Linked DNA regions of Mus musculus: region 2 is linked to region 1. The links are chromatin contacts, called in public promoter capture Hi-C maps. All regions are on one chromosome and are shown on one strand. Each heading gives the region's core, a stretch centred on a gene start, on an enhancer-like site or on the middle of the called end of the contact. The rest is flanking DNA. Distances are from core to core; before and after follow the strand shown.

What was found. Promoter capture Hi-C pulls out the DNA fragments that hold promoters and counts their contacts.
Region 2: a promoter capture Hi-C map of pre-B cells shows a contact between it and region 1, with 7 times the contacts expected there. The contact joins the promoter of Ttc23l here to the enhancer-like site in region 1. A contact is called at or near these places in 5 of 39 promoter capture datasets (the 3T3-L1 cell line, the C10 cell line, the HPC-7 cell line and 2 more).

The regions. Positions count from the first base shown.
Region 1 is chr15:9,092,574-9,096,017 of GRCm38.p6, forward strand. Nadk2 (NAD kinase 2, mitochondrial) reads left to right here. Exons shown (of 13, transcript NM_001040395.4): 6 at 141-277; 7 at 3,441-3,444. Among named protein-coding and RNA genes, the nearest start is that of Nadk2, 23 kb to the left of the region's middle. Within about 2 kb of position 1,623, at least 95 of the 459 cell types and tissues checked have an H3K27ac peak or open chromatin away from gene starts, as enhancers often do. A contact at or near this core is called in stem cell-derived epiblast-like cells, where this site is marked.
Region 2 is chr15:10,556,968-10,560,411 of GRCm38.p6, forward strand. Ttc23l (tetratricopeptide repeat domain 23-like) reads right to left here and starts at 1,702. Exons shown (of 13, transcript NM_001378877.1): 1 at 1,628-1,702; 2 at 615-686. The coding sequence starts at 1,683. It also overlaps the pseudogene Gm8174.

The DNA of each region.
Region 1 (3,444 bases), core at 373-2,872:
AAAGACATGTGGATGCCACTGTGCTCAATCTAGAATTAGCTTCTCATATACATCTTTCAGTTTGCTGAGGCTATCCTAATGTCTATTCTTTACCTAAGTGTGTTTGATTTTACTATAACCTCCCTTTCCTTCCCTTTCAGGTGGTTGTGGAGGCAGCGGATCAGGTTATATCTGGAAGGGACTGGCATAAACCCCACTCCCGTGGACCTTCACGAACAGCAGCTGAGCTTGAATCAGCACAGCCGAGCCTTTAACATCGAAAGAGCGCACGATGAAAGTAGGTGGCCAGAGCCAGCCTGGAGTGGGCACTGTTTGATTCCTAAGTTTTGAAACAGTAATTTACATGTCATTTGCTTTTAGTGTCACTAATAACTCCTTCACCCCAAGCCTGTGAAACTGAAACCCCACCTATGTCTCTTTAGCCCAGTTATTGGCTGTTAATTTACCAACCAGAAATAATATTTGGGGGCAGGATCACTCAGCATCTAAATGTGGACTCGATTGTCTCTGGGGCAACCTGACTTGGGGGCTCAAAATAAGCATAAGAATACAAGCAGCATTAGGCCAACCTACTATATTTCCCCCTTTTTTGTCCAAATAAGAAGGCTTTCTCTTATAGTAAAACAATACATAGTAGGAACTATTTTGGAACAATTATGAAAATTATTATGACTTACCTTTAAAGGTTCAGTCTGTATCGTGTACCTTAGATGAGGTACTTAACTGTCTATCCTATCGCAGTGAGCTTACAACACTGTACTTAAATCATCTTCTAATTTAACTTGTATTTCCACCCTAAAATCATCTTTTCAAGTCTAGAACGTCTTCACTGCTAAACAACTTAAGTTTAACTATGAGACTATAACTGTCTTCAACCCCGTCAGAGATCTGAGAAGGGATTAAATATTACCTGAGTGTGCAGGAAGAACAAAGACACAAGCTTCCAAAACTACAGACATGACAGAGGTAGCTGACTGCCTAGACAGTCCCCAACATTTGTCACACCGTTGGAGCATCTATCTTACAGTTCAGAGGTTTAGTCCGTGACAGAAAACACGGCAGAGTCCAGGCAGGCATGAGCTGGGCAGGAGCTGAGAGTTCTACATCTTGGTCCATAGGCAGCAGAAGGAGGCTGTATATCCTACTGGGCATACCTTGAACATAGGAGACCTCAAAGCCGGCCCCCACGGTGATGCACTTCCTCCACCAAGGCCACACCTACTTATAGTACCACTCCCAGTGGGCCAAGCATGAGTCAGTGGGGGCCATACCTATTCAAACCAATGCACCCTGTGTCTAAAACAAAACAAAGCAAACTCCTCAAAAACCCGAAATGCAAAAAATACTATATCTAGTGTAATAAACATGTGTGCAGACTTATGTAATGTGCAGGTCAGAGGTCGTGCTGGTGAGGGTGTGGCTCAGTGTATTCAGTATCTAATGAGAGTTCATCTCTACTGCTGTGTGACAAATTACTTCATCCTTTAGCATTTTAGGCGTACATATTTATAACCTCACAGGATGTGAAGGTCATAATCCAGGGACATTTCACCTCTTAGTCCTGGTGTAGAGTTCCTTGGGAGGTAACACTCAGCTGTCAACCACAACAGCAGCGCTTGGAGATGGGACAGCCCAGGAGAAGTCACTTCCTGTTTCTCGCAGATTGTTGTGTCCGGCCAGCGGATCACATGTCTGGGTTCTAGCCTGGAAAGGCATTTTGGAAACCTGGAAGAGAAGAGAGGCTAGGCTAAGATGCAGCTAAGACAGCCATGCTGATCAAAGCTCAATTTTACTATTCCAAACGCAGTTATGAAGCAGGGGAAGGGGGCCCGATTCCTGCCAAATCATCTTGGGGTCCAGTAGCAGGGTGACCACGTGTATGGCTCCGGAACAGCAAAGCGGAGGGCTCCAGCAGTGGGCGTGGCAGAGCGATTGAGCGGCAAGCTCCACCCTGATGTAAACAGTGGAACCTTTAAGGCTGGCTTCAGGCTGGGGGAGGGGAGGCTACAGCAGATGGCTTCAGTTCCAGCCACTCCACAGTGCAGTGTGTGAGCTGAGGGGGAGGGCAGAGACGCACAGCGAGATAGAAGTGCAGTCTTTTCTAACCGAGTCTCAGAAGTGGGTGCACGGCCAGAGTGTCTGTGCTGCACCTGTTGGCCGTGGAACCCACTTCTGCTGTGACGTAATGTAATGGAAGGGCGTGAATCCTGGGTGGCAGGAGTTACTAGAGACGAGCTGCCCACCATAACTGGGATGGACTCAGTAAGTGTTGACTTCGAGGAAGTGTGTGAGAAAGGGACAAGTGAACTTTTGCCATAATGTCTGTCCTGTGAGAGACACTTGACTCTAGTCCTGCTGCTGATGACAGGATAGGGGGAGAGGATGGGCTGGGGGGTGGGGGGTGGAGGGGAGGCATGGGGCTGGTATTTTCAGTTGAAAACTGATAAAGGACAAAAAGTAAAGGGACCTCTTTACAGATGACAAGATCAAGTTTAATCACCCCAGTACTGAGAGTGCTTGCAGGCTTTTCTATTGTCATGACGGAGAACACTTACTTAATGGTATATATAGATTAAATAAAAGATGGGGATTTTTACAGATCTTGAAGGAAGATGTAATGTTTTTCTGATGTTGACATTCTAAAAATATTTTTGAGGTTTCTCCAATTGAAAAAACACTGCTGTCCCCCTCCCCTCCCCTCCCCTCCCCTCCCCTCCCCTCCCCTCCCCTCCCCTTCTTCCCTTCCTTTTTTTTCCTTAAAATTTTTTTCTGTTGAAGGATTAGAACATTTTTCCTTTCCTTCCTCCACACCCTTACTTCTGCCCCTTCCTTGTTATCTTTCAAATTCATGGCTTCATTTTTCATTAATGGTTATTATGTGCACATATGTATATATAGAGATGCATTCCTATGACCTTCTCAGTCTGCATGCTACTTGCATGTGTGTTTTTGGGCAGATCACTTGGTATTGATAACCAGCTGCTGTGTTCGTCCCTGGCTAAGAGCCCTTTGCTCTCAGCATCCCTTGGTGGCCTCTAGTTCTCTGTGGAGGCTTGGGGCATCGTGGGCTTTTCCTTGTGTCCCTGTTCAGTTCAGTTCACACAGCCATGCTAGCAAGGCTTTGTGGTGTAGCTTCTGACATTGCTAGATCTTTCTGGGTTGGTCACCAGCATGAGCCATGCAGGTAATTGTGACCTAAGTGCAAGGTGTGCTTCGTCTGTTTCTTCTCTAATGCCTTCCAGGTGGAACTTCATGGTACTTCTTTGGAGAGACAGAAGTGTGATTTGTTGATATAGGCCAGGGGACTTAGGTTTTACCTTTTGAGCAATTCAGGATGACTGTGTTAGTTATAGAACACAACGGTTTTAAAGCTGTAGCGTTTTATGAACTTTTTATTTTAATAGTTCTGGAATTCACGGCTCTCTCACTTTCTGCTGCAGGGTC
Region 2 (3,444 bases), core at 452-2,951, 1.5 Mb after region 1:
CACACAGGATCTGCTCAGTAGGACTTGTTAAAGCACTCACTGCTCTTCCAGAAGACACAAGCTCAGTTCCCAGAATTCATGTCAGGTCCTTTACAACTCTCTGTAACTACAGCACCGGGGTATCCAACATCCTCCTTTGGCATCCACAGGCATCCATTCCTCTTTCACATCCCTGCCCCTCCCTGCCTCCCCCCCACAAGACATAATTTAAAATAGTAAAAATAAATCTAAAACTGCTTTTATTTGTCCATTGCCTCTTTATTTCATGAGATCTTACTCGTTGGGTTTGTTATGTTTTTTTTTTCCCTCACTGGCTTTACTAGAGTTGTAATAATGCTTTATTTTTGTAAACCTTCATATTTTTGTAAATCTTTATTTTTGTAAATCTTTATTTTTGTAAATCTTCATAAATTAGAAAAGAAATTTTTTTCGTCCCTCTTTGAGAGGTTGTCAACCTGACTGGATGCTTAATATTAACATACAGTCCAGCTGTGGACCTTTCTCTTCTGTGGAAAGTGCTCACAGAGCTCTTGACTTGGGCTTTCCTTAAAATGGGAAGTCCTACCCTTTCTGGCCAGTGAGCTGCATCTTGTCAAGGCACTGTCAGTACTTACAGGTGGAAGCAGAAGTCCCAGTCGGCGTCATTGCTAACAGTTGGAATGCAGATGGGGTTGGCTTGCATCTTCCTACCAAGAGTCACGTGTGAGGTAAGCTTTGGGGGAAAGGGCTTAGACATCTGTTCTAATTGCCCTCCGGTGGATGCTACTGACTTTAAATTAAAAGTGCTAAATATAAATCTACAAACGGACTATGCAGACCCATGTTTAGAGACTCCTAAGAAAAACTGAAGGTGCTTATCAGGGTTAGATTTAGTTTCCCTAACTTCTACTCTAGATTACATCTCCAAAGTTCTTTTAAAAGCATTTCTTAAACCACACACCTTTTACCTCTACTGGATCATCCAAACTATGGCGACCTATTCAACCCAAATATTGTTTGGCTGCGCTAAGGAAAAGCCAAATAAAAAATTTCTTTTCCAGGAGTCATGTCACTATTTAATCGGAAGTTCTAGTTAAGAGGCTAAAACTACTTAGGCTGCTACTGTCAGCTGTTGACTAAGTGACCCCGTGGGAAGATGCGGGATGTGGTTAATAATTTGTGGAATGTATTTCTCTATATTATCCCTAACCCTTAAATGCACACCTTACTGATTAATAACACCATCCAAGTCGTACCCTGAAGAATACTGTGGTAACTTTCCTTGATCCAGGCTCCAGAACACCCAACTTTGGGGGGGAAAAAGGGTGGGGTGGGGATAGGGGGTGGACAGAAGGGCTAACTTCCCTTTTCTAAGTCCTACTTTTTTCACATTCTGAACTCTCAAAGCCCCACACACAGTTCCCACGCAGTTGCACTGGATCCTGGATGGACTAGGACACCACACTTGGCCCCCCTCTAGGACAAATCTCTCGATGCTCATCCCTGGCATTTCTATTGTTGCTTCCTAACTGTGGACGCCCCTGGAGCTCGGCTACCATCTTCCCTGCCTGCGTTCTGGGCCCCTGCTCCAGAAGCTGGTGAGCTCTTCTGGCTCACTGACACAGAAACACCTTCCCAGCCTGCTCACCGGGCCAGGCAGTTCAGACCTCTGCTACCTCGGGCCTGTGCGGGTGCCCGGGCCATGAGGAGTCTCGCTGAAGCTGGGCTTCTGGATCTGGAGACAATGCGTTGCCATGGGAATGGAACACTGCCTTAAGGTTGATGCAGGGAGCACCAAAAGGAGGCACTTTCGGCCAGCCAAGGCAAACCCTGGCGTTCATCCTTACTGCTGCTGAGTGGTCTTGCAGTGCCTTGTCGCACAAGGACATTATTTCTTGAAGATGAAGGAAGATCCCGTGGAAGAAAGGAAGGAGCTGCAGGCTTCAGGGGCCTGATGGTTTTAAAACTGCCATGTCTATGCGAGTTTTCAGCAATGATTGGCTAGCCAGTCCTCCCCTTTCCTGAAGCAACGTTCATTCTCCAGGTGTTCTAGGGTCACGGTCAGTGTTACCTCCTTGGGTAAGGGTTAGAGTCACGCTTGTTGAAGAAAACAGTACAGGGAGATTCAGGAATGGGCCAATACATGTCCAATGGTTAAGATTTCAGGGAGAAAGGCACATGTGGCAAACACCACACGCAGGTTTGTACCACAAGGTCACAGAGCACACAAGAGCACACTCGCTGTGGCACACATTTGAAAGTGATATAATGAATCATACTATGCACTAGGCTCTTAACAACTGAGCAGGTAAGTCCCTCCTGTTTTAAAAAGAACGCCTGTGGAGAAAAGCAATTCACAGTTATTTTGTATGCTTTGCATTTGTTCTTACGTATCTGGAGTGGAAATTCATCACTGACTCTAGAATGTCAAGAAAGCCTTTCGAGGCAGGAGGATTTAACTGAGTTTGCTTTCGTATGTGATAAACGCTGATGGTCTGTCAATCAAGGGTTAACTCTGTACCCTAAAGTGCCTACGTCTGGAAAGATCCCAGCCTGTCTTTTTCTCTGGTTTCTAAGAGAAGCTTCAGCATGAAATGATGGCCAGAGTGATAAACGTGGTTTCAGGATGGGAGGGTTGCCGTTTTGACTCCTAGGTTTGGTGTAGGTCCCATCCAGTGGGTATCCGTTGCTTTGACTACACTATAAGTGTACATGTACCCTTTGCTCTCTAAAGCTTCTTTGGTTCTAGGATTCTATGAAGATTTTTGTGACCCCATGACTGATATTTAACATTTTAAAAGAAGAGTCTATTTTTATATTATCTAAGACTCATTTCCCTTAATAAAGTCAGACACCATCAAGTCAAAATCTTAAACCTGTGAAGGGAAAGTTTCTTTATTCCAAATACTTGTTTTTGCCGATCATTGTGACTGTTAGTGTGGTACCAGAATTGACACTAAATTCCCCTTCCTAAAGGTGATGATGAGTCTGCCTCCATTTAACTAGCCCTGAACAGAAAAGAAGCAAGTTGCTTTCATCTGCAAAGTTACAAAGCAAAGTCACACAACCTTAAAGTCTCAACATTACAAGTCTCCGATTCTTTTTCTTTCCGCGCCATCTTAACCCTGTCCCTCAAATGTAAATTTTAGTAATGTGTATGAACTGAGGCTTGTTGGCTTACTCTGGAATGGAGTGGAGTGCCGTTAGTCACCACAGCTAACTCTGGAATGGAGTGGAGTGCCGTTAGTCACCATAGCTAACTCTGAAATGGAGTGGAGTGCTGTTAGTCACCATAGCTAACTCTGAAATGGAGTGCCGTTAGTCACCATAGTTAGTTCTTGTATGTCTACTCACACACTCACTCTTTTTTTTTTTTTTTGGGTGCAGCGAACTTTATTGATGGTATTCAAGAGAGTAAGGAGGGCTCCCTAGGACCCTCCTGTTATGGGGGTCTGGGGTGGAAAT